3 separate regions of the Sus scrofa genome follow, and regions 1 and 3 are each linked to region 2. A link is a contact called in public Hi-C and promoter capture Hi-C data. All regions are on one chromosome and are shown on one strand. Each heading gives the region's core, a stretch centred on a gene start, on an enhancer-like site or on the middle of the called end of the contact. The rest is flanking DNA. Distances are from core to core; before and after follow the strand shown. Region 1 holds the start of RPS6KL1 (ribosomal protein S6 kinase-like 1). Region 2 has its middle 25 kb from the start of FOS. Region 3 holds the start of PROX2 (prospero homeobox protein 2).

Evidence for each region. Promoter capture Hi-C pulls out the DNA fragments that hold promoters and counts their contacts. A called contact is a pair of places that touch in the nucleus more often than the background predicts.
Region 1: a contact with region 2 is called in a promoter capture Hi-C map of fetal liver, with 2.7 times the contacts expected there. The contact joins the promoter of RPS6KL1 here to the enhancer-like site in region 2. A contact is called at or near these places in 2 of 5 promoter capture datasets (fetal liver and liver), 8 of 47 Hi-C or Micro-C datasets (embryonic fibroblasts, epiblast stem cells, liver and 4 more) and 1 of 2 datasets of contacts at active chromatin or transcription factors (alveolar macrophages).
Region 3: a contact with region 2 is called in a Hi-C map of retroperitoneal adipose tissue, with 1.8 times the contacts expected there. The contact joins the promoter of PROX2 here to the enhancer-like site in region 2. A contact is called at or near these places in 6 of 47 Hi-C or Micro-C datasets (embryonic fibroblasts, liver, mesenteric adipose tissue and 3 more) and 1 of 2 datasets of contacts at active chromatin or transcription factors (alveolar macrophages).

What each region holds. Positions count from the first base shown.
Region 1 is chr7:98,139,875-98,143,676 of Sscrofa11.1, forward strand. It overlaps RPS6KL1 (ribosomal protein S6 kinase-like 1), which reads right to left and starts at 1,343. Exons shown (of 11, transcript XM_013989171.2): 1 at 1,207-1,343.
Region 2 is chr7:98,472,622-98,476,660 of Sscrofa11.1, forward strand. No RefSeq gene overlaps it. Among named protein-coding and RNA genes, the nearest start is that of FOS, 25 kb to the left of the region's middle. Within about 2 kb of position 1,905, at least 42 of the 83 cell types and tissues checked have an H3K27ac peak or open chromatin away from gene starts, as enhancers often do. A contact at or near this core is called in alveolar macrophages, embryonic fibroblasts, epiblast stem cells and 7 more, where this site is marked.
Region 3 is chr7:98,072,787-98,076,685 of Sscrofa11.1, forward strand. PROX2 (prospero homeobox protein 2) reads right to left here and starts at 2,036. Exons shown (of 3, transcript XM_013989170.2): 1 at 1,289-2,036. The coding sequence starts at 2,036.

The sequences.
Region 1 (3,802 bases), core at 93-2,592, 330 kb before region 2:
ATTGGTTTAAGGATCTGGCATTGTCACTACAACAGCTTGGGTCACTGCTGTGGCTCAGGTTGCTTCCCTGTTCCAGGAACTTAAATGAATAAAGAGTTCCCGTCGTGGCGCAGTGGTTAAGGAATCCGACTAGGAACCATGAGGTTGCGGGTTCGATCCCTGCCCTTGCTCAGTGGGTTAAGGATCCAGCGTTGCCGTGAGCTGTGGTGTAGGTCGCAGATGTGACTCCGATCCCTCGCTGCTGTGGCTCTGGTGTAGGCCGGTGACTACAGCTCCGATTCAACCCCTAACCTGGGAACTTCCATATGCCGCGAGAGCCGCCCAAGAAATGGCAAAAAAAAAAAAGACAAAAATAAATAAATAAATAAATAAATAAAAAGAGTTATGGAGTTTCTGCTGTGGTTCAGTGGTGATAAACCCAATTAGTATCCATGAGGACACGGGTTGGATTCCTGGCGTCACTTAGTGGGTTAAGGATCCGGCATTGCCATAGGCTGTGGTGTAGGTCAAAGACAAGGCTTGGATCTGGTGTTGCTGTGGCTATGGCATTAGGCCAACAGCTGCACCTCCAACTGGATCCTTAGACTGGGAACTTCCATATGTTGCAGGTGTGGCCCTAAAAAAAAAAAGAAAAAGCAAGTTATTAAAATAACATATCAAGGTGTCTCCTCCACCTCTTCCTTGCTTCTTATCTTCACCCTGGTGGCGGTGGGAGGAGGGGGGTCTTTGGATATAACGCACGCAATATGACAAAAATCAAAGTGATTAAAGGGAGTGATCCACTTTAATCAAAGAAAGGCTTGCTTGTCTTTTGGGTGCTCCATTTGGCTTCAGGATGGAGCTGGGATGTTGGGGCAGGGCAGAGGAATAAGAAGGAAGGTGCTTCTGTCTCCAGCCTAGGCTAACTTTATAACAAAGCTGAAAAAAATGTATTGCTCATTCTCTGGTTTTTGGAAGCATGTGAGATGGATTATAAGAAAGATTTTGGGGAGTTCCCATCCTGGCTCAGTGGTAACCAAGCCAACTAGTATCCATGAGGACGTGGATTTGACCCCGTGTTGCTGTGGCTGTGGTGCAGGCCGGCAGCCGCAGCTGCAGCTCCTAGCTTGGGAACTTCCATATGCCGCTAGTGCAGCCCTGAAAATACAAACAAACAAACAAAAAGACTTTGGGGGAAAAGTGTCAAAAGACATTGTGACTACTCACCACTGTGAGAGCGTCCTTGCTTAAGCAAGAGAGAGCTGTATTGCGAGGCAGTCTCTGAGCAAGGCGGGGAGTGAATCTCACGCAGGCTTTGGGGAAGCGAGGCATTCAGGGTGGATCCACTTCCTGAGTGTTTTAGAAACGGCTGACCTTTGGCTCTAGAAGCGCAGTCAGTGGAGTGAGGCTGCGGCTGACTTGTTATTCTCAGAAGGGGGGGCTGCCTCTGACTGAGCGCACGGTTCCAGGATCACGGTTACTGAAACAAGGGATCACATCAGCCAGGGTTCTAACAGGTACCGAGACTTATTTATTTCACCGCACCTGTGGTATATGGAAGCTCCTGGGCCAGGGGTCCAATCTGAGCCCCTACAGCTGCAGCAGCGCCAGATCCTTAAGCCACTGCGCTAGACTGGGGATCCAACCCGTGCCCTTGCAGTGACCCGAGCTGCTGTAGTCAGATCCTTAATCCACTGGGAACTTCAAGAGTTACTTGTTCTTATAGCTACACAACAATTCATCTTTTCCTAAAAGAATGGGGATGTTTTATCTTGGGGAGCAGGGAGGAGATGGCAGGGCAGCCTACACACACACATGAAGATGAAGGATCCCAGTGAAACAGCCCGGCCTCTGTGCGGATGCTCATCTCCATCGGCCAGGACTGGTTTCTCAAGGAGGCTCCCAAAGGCACCCAGAGTCCCCTGGATTTGGACTGGGGTCTTAGTTACGAAAGATCTGTCCTGCCCCCTCCTCAGCCTCCCCAGGTCTGCTGAGAAGTTGTGTTTCCAGTTGATAGATTGGAGGGATGGAAGCTCCTGGGAGCCCCCTACCCCCAGGTTCCGTCGGGCTCTCCTTCCTGAGCCATGACCCCCACGACCCCGCAAGGCTGGCCCTGGGTCTCCAAGTGACGCAGAGCCTTCGGCCTGGCTGTGTGGCAGCCGCGGCCAGCTGTCAGCCCCCTGAGCCTCCAGACTCCCCAGGCTGAAAGTCCTCAGGCAGAGTTCTCACCCTCTCCATGCTTCCTTCCAGCCTGTCTGGCAAAGGAGAAAACAGGCTTCAAAAGGGGGCTGCGGCTGAGACAGCGCAGAGAGGGATGAAGCGCTCAAGGAGGGGGTTATCACCATTACAGTCCAAACCTCAGACCCCCGCCGGGGGCGTCAGGCGGTCACATGTCTGTAAACAACCAGCGCCGTCGGCCTGCGCTGTGTGAGCACAGAGGCTCCCGTTACCGTTAGCGAGTGGCCCACACGGTGACTCATGGGTGGCCCAGGCTGACGCCTGGGTGGGAGGGGCAGGGGCCTCAGAGGAGAGAGAAGCCTGGCAGACTTAGAGATGGGGGTTGGGGGCTGCGAGCAGGGACGGGCCAATTCTCCCAGGGCCTCAGTGAGGGGCCCTCTCCCTGTCACGCAGGTGACACCCCCTCAGTGAGAGAAACCGGGTGGGGGGGTGCCCAGCTCTGCGGGGAAGCTCTCACCCTCCTCCCCGCTGACTGTCCTGCCTGGTGGTTTCCGTGGTAACGAAGTTACTTCAGGGCCTAGAAACACACCATCTTTTTTGGCCTGGGGCCCCATGGCCTGTGAGGTGGGGCCCACAGACGGGTAGCAGGGGCCAGGCTCTCATCTGCCTCAGTCACAGCCAGCGTCAGGGGGAGGGAGCGGGGGCGCTCCAGGCTTCCCTCAGGAAAGGGAAGGGTCGGCCTTCTCTAGGAAAACAGCTGCTGGGCTCTGGTGCTGACAGAGCCATCTTTCCACACCAAGGCTCTGTCCTGTCACCGCCCTGTCTGGAGCCTTGGTTTCCCACCAGTCTGTGGAGGGGCCGAAGTCTGTCGACCCACCCCTCGGATGTCTGGCCTGCTTCTCAGGTTTATAGACACCCGTCTCCTCCCTTCGCCCCCTGCTCTCCATCCTGAGAAGAGATGATGCGGTGAGGAGTAGAGAGCACAGGTTTTGGATTCAGATCTGGCTTCAGTTCCATCCCGGTCCCTTACTGGTAAACTGTGAAATTCTGGGAGTTCCCCATGAGGACGTGGGTTCAATCCCTGGCCTCACTCAGTGGCTTGAGGATCCGGCGTTGCCATGAGAGGCAGTGTAGGCTGGCAGTTGCAGCTCCCATTCGACTCCTAGCTGGGGAAATTCCATATGCTGCTGGTGCAGTCCTAAAAAGCAAAAATAAAAAATAAAAATCAAAAAACAACAAAAAAAACCCAAACCCAAAACACTGTGAAATTCTGGCTCACTTAACTTCAATGGCTTTGGATACACCTGACCCTCAGCTTCTAATTCGTAAAATGATGAGGTGGAATTGGATTATTTGCCAATTTCCTTTCAGCTTTCAACTCTAAGATCATACCACCTGCTGCTTAAAAAATATCAGTTCCTCCTGCTGCCTAGGAAATTTTGGTCTCCCTAGAATGGCGTCCAGGGCCCAGCCCACCTCCCGGCCTTATCCTTCACTCTGCTTCACATCCCTTAAGCATCAGCCAAACTGAAACACGTCAACATCGCTCTGCAGCTCCTGGGTTTCCACCTCCTGGTCTTTGTTAATGGGATGCTTCCACCTAGAACGCCTTCCCCAGGCATCTCTCATGCTCAATCCTGCCCAT
Region 2 (4,039 bases), core at 655-3,154:
TTTTGATTTGAGGGGGTGGTGGTAAATAGCAACTGGTTTATTGTATCTCATGATTTTGTGGGTCAGGAATTACGACAGGAGGTGGCTGAGACATTCATCTGCTCAGTGTGGCAAAGACTGATCTCCTCCTTGGTATTCAGCTGGGGGCTGGGCTGGCCTGGAGGGGCTGAGATGGCTTCGCTCACATGACACAGCTGTCATTTTACATTTTGTATGGTTATTTGATTGATATCAATCTCCCTCACTAGTCCAGAAGCTACCAAAGGATCAGAACTGTGTCTGATTTTGTCTATCATTTTATCCCTAGCAGCTAGCACAGTGGTTGGCCCACTGAAGCTTAGTAAATAGTATTTGTTAAATGAATCAATGACAGAATTCCTGTAAAAAGTGTCAGGATTCTCAGGAAGAAGGCATAGGTAGGAGCTGATGATGATGTTAGCAGCCCAGTAAGTGGCAGAGCTGAGCTAAGTATGGGATGACCTGGCTGGTGGGCATTATTTAGCCCCATTTTATAGATGAGGAGCTGAGGCGGCCCTGACACTGCTTCAAAGGTCAAGGCAAGAGATGGACCTTTTATGTCAGAAATCAGAGGATCTGGGATAAACTCAGGAGCTCTAAAGCCAAGTGAGTTTGTTTGTTTGCTTGTTTTTTTTTTTTTTTTTTTTTTTTTTTTTTTGGCTGCACCTATGGCATGTGGAAGTCCCTGGGGCCAGGGATCGAACCAGTACCACAGCTGGAACCAGAGCCACAGCAGTGACAACACCGGATCCTTACCTCACTGAGCCACCAGGGAACTCCTAAAATGAGTTATTCGAGAGATAAAAATCTGATGAGGAGTTCCTGCTGTGGCACAATGGGATTGGTGGTGTCTCTGCAATGCCAGGATGCAGGTTCAATTCCCAGCCCTGGCACAGTGGGTTAGAGGATCTGGCATTGCAATGTGAATCGCAACCACGGCTCTAATCTGAACTCCATATGCCGCAGGGTGGAAAAACAAACAAACAAAAAACCTGATGAAATGATAAAAGGCTAGAAGGTATGTTTTCAAATTAGTTGTAAACAATGTTCCAGATTCCGGCTTCTGCACTGTCCAAATAATAAAGGCAAAACCACCCCAAATGATGAGGCGAGGCGTCACTTGGGAGTTTCCGTTGTGGCTCAGCAGTAATGGACCCGACTAGTATCCATGAGGATGCAGGTTCCATCCCTGGGCTCCTTCAGTGGGTTAAGGATCTGGCATTGTAGTGGCTGTGGTGTAGGTCGGCAGCTGCAGCTCTGATTAGACCTTTAGCCTGGGAACTTCCATAGGCTGCAGGTGCAGCCCTAACAAAAAACAAACAAACAAACAAAAAGAGTCACTTGGGATGTCTGTCACCACATTCACTTCACTGTTCCTCAAAATCCATACAGCTGTCTCTTCTTCATCCTCGGTTTATTTTTGATGTTTCTGCACACCTGGACTCTTCTGCTAACACGTTGTCACGTTTCCTTCATTTCATCAAACAACAGGCCCACTTGTCATCAGGAGCGTGGCACACAGTTGGGTTAGTAACAGTGCCCTGAAGTTGCCTGGGGGAGCAGAGTATTAGTGTATTATCTGATGCCCAGGCTTCCTGTGGGCTCTGCCTTGCATGAAGGGCTCTTCTAGATCTTGTTATTATGATGGGGAAATACCCCACGGTGCCAGGAAATTCCTGCCCAGGCAGGAGGCTGACTTCCCAGAACCCCAGGGAATCCAAGCGCAGCCCCCTGGAGCCAATCGGCAATGAAGCTGCCTCAAACGGACAAGCAAAACGAAGCCCAACAAAAGCAGCTGGAACCCAAACAAACAGACGTGGGTGAGGCTGGGAGAAGAGTCAGGCCTGGCGTCATCCAGGCTCTGGGCCATGTCGTTGTCATGGGGACGGCCAGCCGTTTACCAGCAGGCAGCAGAGCCAGATCTCCGAGGGGGAAGCCCGACGTGGGGGCTGGGGTGCCCCTGGGAGGCGGGGGATGGGGAGGGAAGGGGCTGTGCTTCTTCAAGTGATAGAAACCCACAGAGACAGCACAGTCACTTCTAGGGAGTGGCTTCTTCTCTCAGAAGGTGGGGTCAGCCCCAAGGGGTGGGGGGCAATGGGCTCAGAGAGGCTGGCTGGCCTGAGAGGGAGGGAAGTGGCCACTGAAACAGCAAAGAAGCCTCTGGAAAAGCTGGAAGGCTTTCCGGGCAGAAAGGATTTGCAGCTGTGTTAGCTTTCTGGGCAAAACATGAATTGAAGTGGATCACAGAGTTCTTTAAAACAAAAAGACAAAAATAATACATACACACACACACAGTGGTCAGTGGAGGAGAGAGGGGCCTTTGGGAACTTCCGAGGTGGCCCAGGAACATGTCCTAAGTCCTTCTCCAGGAGTTTCTTTATGGTGTGTTTTTTTCTTTTTTTTTTTTTTTTTTCTTTTTTTTCTTCTTTTCCTGATGACCACACTTCAAGTCATTTCCTGGAAGAATGAATAGCATTCTGAGAAAACAAAATGTTAGAAAATTCTGTTTTTCAGGGCAGGGCCTAAAAGGTGTTTGTGTCCATGAGAGTGGGTTCCGGTAGAATAAAGAAGAGGCTCTCTTTCTGGCTAAAGTGCAACATTAGCCAAAAGAAACGCCAATGGAGAAGAGAATCTTGGGAACTTCCTCCAGAAATCTTGCTGCTAATCCATCTGTCATACAAAAGGACAATCCCATAAGCTATGACGTTTCTAGAGCAGTCACTTCAGAGAGTCAGAAAGTGGGATGGTGGGAGGGGAGGATGGGGAGTTACTCTTTAACCAGGATGGAGCTGCAGTTTGGGAAGATGAAAAGGGATCCGGAGATGGGTGGTGGCCATGGTTGCACCACAGTTTTAACGGTAACTTTAAAATGGTTACAGTGATAAACTCTATGTTAGGCATATTTATGTTATGCATATATATCTACCTCAGTTAAAGACAGTCTTCTCGTTGTACCAGGAGACGGTGACATTTGCTGGGAGGCTGACACCCAGGGCGTGCTTGTTCACCTGGCTGGGCCTCTGCTGTGTCATCCATTAAGGGGGCATGTCTTCCTTCAGCCAATGAGGAAGAACAGGCATGAAAGCGTGTAGTGAACAGGAATGCAGCACAAGAACGTGAAATGTGATTAAGGTGTTATTTCACAATTCATTTTTTTTAGGTACCCAAATGCCAGGAGACACGTTGAAAGGAGAAAGGGGGGAGCTTTGAAGAAACGAAGGAAGGGATTATATTTGGCAGTTAGAGGATGTGGAAAAAACCCAAATATTTTAGGAGAGTAGATGAGAATTTGGGGCTTATTCTCAGAGACCAGAAGGTATGACCAATTCGGACTGTCACAGCCATTTAAAATACTTCTCCCTTTTGCCCTGCCTAAATTGAGAAACCAGTTAAGCCCACCCAACAAGAGGAAATGAAACAAAATGAAACAATGTCAAAACATAACCTCTCAAATTTCATGAAGGGAAATGGTACAGTTACAACACAAAGCTGGGTCGAAGTTTACCGGGTCTTGAACACAGATAGATGGATTTTTTGTTTGTTCGTTTGATGTATTTGGGGGCAGAGAATGAGCTCCACGTCCTACTCCTCTGCCATTTTGATTCTGGCTCTGTCACCTTGAACCTGAATACGTGGGTGGACCTCAAATTATGGTCAGAGAGTCCCATTAACTGTCAACAGTTCTTCAAAGCAACTTTGTTGTTTGCTTATTTAAAGAATACACCATTCACCACCAGCACCACTTACCCAACATATGTTCATTAGCATTAATCAGTACGTGCCAGGCGCTAATCTAAACGTGGTACACACACCTTTCTTTTCGTTCTTTATAAGACTTGTGCAAGGTGAATCTTTTTTATGGAAAACAACCCGAAGTTCACGCTTAGTCTGTGTTCATTCTGCTTATTTCCTCATCCATAACATGAGAGTAATGCTGCAGCCGGAGAAGCACAGCAGCTTGACCCCAATCACATAGCTGGTAATCGTAACGTCGGGAGTGGAACCGATGTCCATCTGATTC
Region 3 (3,899 bases), core at 786-3,285, 400 kb before region 2:
AGATGATACAATAAGATTCAGACCCCTGTAGACCAGCCTGAGCTCTGCAGCTTTCCTCCTTTCTCTACTCATACGCGCAGCCCCGGGTTCTCTCCATCACGGCTGCATCTTAGAAGCTAATCCATAAGCTGAAGTCTTCTCACCCCTTTCAGCTGCCTTGGGTCTAGTCCCTGAAGAAAACCTCCCCCTTTCCACCTGCCCTGGAAGTTTCTGGTCCCTCATATCTTCCCCATTAGTTGTCTAGCCAGTGCAGGCCTTTTGCCTATGGAGCCAAGAGCTTTCAAGAGCCAAGCCACAGAGGAGGCCATTCCTTTAATGCGCTCTGCCAAGGCGTATGAGCAGCTGACCACCAAATGGTGGGGTTCTTCCTTCCATAGGGTACTTGTTGTTTGGGGGGAGCCCCCTCGGGTTTAAAAACAAACACATCCTTTCAGACCCAAAAGACTAAGTCAGTAGTGGTAGAATCTGATGTGTCAGGGAGGAAGGGAAAGGAACTTTCCAGCATCCTTAAATCCCAGAATGTGGACACTGCTTTCTTGGGAAGATAACATATATGAGCCTAGGGATTGAGTGGGCCCGAAAGACTTAGTAAGGAGACCACTGGGGAAGCGAGCTGTTCCCTACGCCAGGTAGTTCTTTGTTCCCACCTCCCCTCATTGTCCTGTCTCGGGCTCCTGTTTCTCTGGGCTGTGACAATGAGAACGTCAGTGACTAGTAAAGGATACGTGGGCTGAAGAGAAAGGAAGGGCGTCCATGGCGGCCTGCGGGCCCCCCTGCTCCATTTTCACCGAGGGAATGATGGGCAGTCTTTCCAGACAGGAGGCCATGAAGGGCCAGGGGCACTGCTGCCGGCTCAGAGCCAGCGGTCGCAATGTGGCAGCTCCCCAAGGTCGCAGGGCCGCCTCCGACGAGGGGTGACTCTGGGGAGACGAGTCCTGGGGAAGACTGCTGCTCCAGTGGCCACCGGGTCCCTGGCCCAGGAGCTGGCTGACAGTCTGATCTTCCTGGACGTGGGCAGGCACAGTCAAGGGACAGTTTGCTGGGGGACCCGGATAGGGTTTGGGGAGCATTCTTGGAGAGACGGGGAACCTGGGAGAATCTAGAGCCTTGGCCAGAGGCAAGTTTCCCAGCGGCCCCCCCACCTGTGGCTGGGCCCTCCTGGGCAAGGCAGCCGGAGAAAGTTGGTCTTTCCAGGCACCTGCCTCAGGAGATGACGGCTCGTCTGGCACCAGCCCCTGGAAGCGTCTGCTCAGCTGAGTCAGGGGCCCTGGTGGATCCAGTAGCAGCTTTTGTAATACTGAGTCTACAGCCTGGGATATTGCCCCCGTCAATTCTTTCTTCAGAATCACCAGCAAAGCCCGTGCTCCAGAAGGAAGGAACCTGGCTTCCTCAGACTGATATGTGACCTCAGACACGGTCTGTTTCTCCACCCTGGAGAGGGCCCCGCTGGAACCCTGGAGGTGGTCACTGTCCATAGCCCAGGGCTGAGACCCATAGCCATTCATCTGCTTTACCCTCAGAGGGCCCGTCCCCGTGTCACAGCCTCCTGGGCCCTCCTGGGCCCTCCTGGGCTCAGCAGCCTGCAGGAGGTGCTCTTGCAGGTGTCTTAGCTGTTGCTTCAGCAGGTGAAGCTGTTCTCTCACCCGAGGGCTCCCCTTCCTGCTGCCCCGGTCCCCGGCAGGGCCTGGCCTCAGGGGGCCTTGCTGCGCAGGAAGGCTCTGCTTCCTCTTCCGCTCCTGGGCCTTCTCTGGGCAGCAGGGGCTGTCCCTGGCTGGGGCACTGCCTGGCACCAGAGGGTTAGGGGAGAGGCACATGCCTCGGACAATGGTCTCTACTCTGGCCCTCTTTGCCTGGACGTGCTCATCCCAAAACCAGTCAGGGTCGGCCAGGCTGGAGCTGGGGGCCTGGGTCCAGGGAAAGGGAGAGTGTCTGCCCTGCTCCCCAGGGGCCGGGCTCCCTCCATCTTCCATACACGGTTCGGCCCGGTGCGAGCAGGCCTGGGACGGATGAGCAAGCAAGCCGGAGTTTGGATCCATCCTTAGCTCCACAGAGGCTGTTAGTCAGGGTCACGTGAGAGAATCCCTCCTCCTGAGGTTCTCAGCGGGAGGTGCACCCGGGAGCTGGGGGCTTCTCCTCTTCACTTGGAGGAAGGATTCAGACTCCGGAGTCCCAGGGCTTATTCACCTCCTGGGCAGACTCTGAAATGGGAGACAGGAGAAAACAGTACCTGTGACTTTGAACACACTTTTCAAACTTGTTTGTGTGGAAGGATCCCCTTTGAATCCTGTTAAAATGCAGATTCTGACTCAGCAGGTCTGGGGTGGGGCAGAGAATCTGCCTTCGTAATCAACTCGCAGGTGATGCTGTTGGTCCAGACCACACTTTGGGGAGGAAGTTCCTAAGAGCGATCCTCTAAGGAGAAGATTCTTCTGCCGGGGTAACAGGAAAATAATCCATAATAATAATAACAACAGAAATGGCAGCTAACGGCATAACTGCATTGTGCCAAGAACATTACATGCATTACCCAACTGAATTCTCCTAACAGCTCTGAAGGAATGTGGTCATTCCTATTTTACACATAAGGAAACAGGCTCAGAGGAGTTAAGTTACCTCCCTACAGTTAGTGCGAGGCTGGAATCAGAACAAGATGTTTCTGGATTCAGAGTGACAATCTGGAACAGAATCACCCTGCCCACTTGTTAAAAATAGCAAATTCAATGGGTCCACCAGTCCTGCTTAATCAGAATCCCTCAGCTGCCCGGGGCCAAGGCACCTGCCTTTGAAATAAGCAAACTAAAGTTTGAGAACCTACTGTTTGACCACAACTCTGTCTCGCTCCTGGAAGAATCAGATTACGCAGTCATAGTTCAACATTTCACAGCACTTATTAAGCACCGACTATACACCAGGCCTTCTTCTGGGCTTTTGGATAGTCGGTGATGAACAAGACAGCAGCCTTGCTCTTGCGGAGCTGGATTCTAGCAGGGGAAGAAAGAATCAGTAAGTATATTTTCAGGTTGTGATAACTGTTGTGAAGAAGAAGCACAAGAGATAAAAGCTCTGGGATGAACGAGGGCCCATTGAAAGGTAATGAGCAATATGGCCTTATTTAGTTTTATCTTTTTTTTTTTTTTTGTCTTTTTCTAGGCCCACTCCTGCGGCATATGGAGGTTCCCAGGCTAGGGGTCTAATCAGAGCTGTAGCCACCAGCCTATGCCAGAGCCACAGCAACGCAGGGTCTGAGCCATGTCTGCCACCTATACCACAGCTCATGGCAACCCCAGATCCTTAACACACTGAGTGAGGTCAGGGATTGAACCTGCAACCTCATTGTTCCTAGTCGGATTCGTTAACCACTGAGCCACGATGGGAACTCCTGGCCTTATTTAGTTTTAAAAAGATCATTCTTTACTAGGTGGGGAATAAACTAGGGGGAGGGGGGCAAGGGTTGAAACAAAGAGTCTATTCAGGAGGCTCTTGTGATCATCTCAGTGATAGTAATCCAGGTGAGACGGTTTGGACCAGGGTGGCAGCAATGGGATGTTGCGTCAGATCTTGGATATATGTCAAAGTTGGAGCCAATGGGATTTACTAGCAGATTGGACATGAGGCCCAAGAGAAAAAGAAGTATCGCTGATAATCACTCCGAAGTGTTTGGCCTGGAGGGTGGGAAGCACCTGAACTGAGGTGGGGAGGGCTGTGGAAGGAGCAGGCTTGGGGAGAAATATCAGGAGCCTGGTTTGGGATGTAATAAGTTTGAAAGAATTATTAGACATCTACATGGGGATGTTGAGAATGCAGTTGGATAACTAAGCCTGGGGTTTGGTGAAGGAGATCTGGGCTAGAAAGATAAAATTGAGGGTTGCCGGTGTGTAGATGGATAAACTCACCAAGGA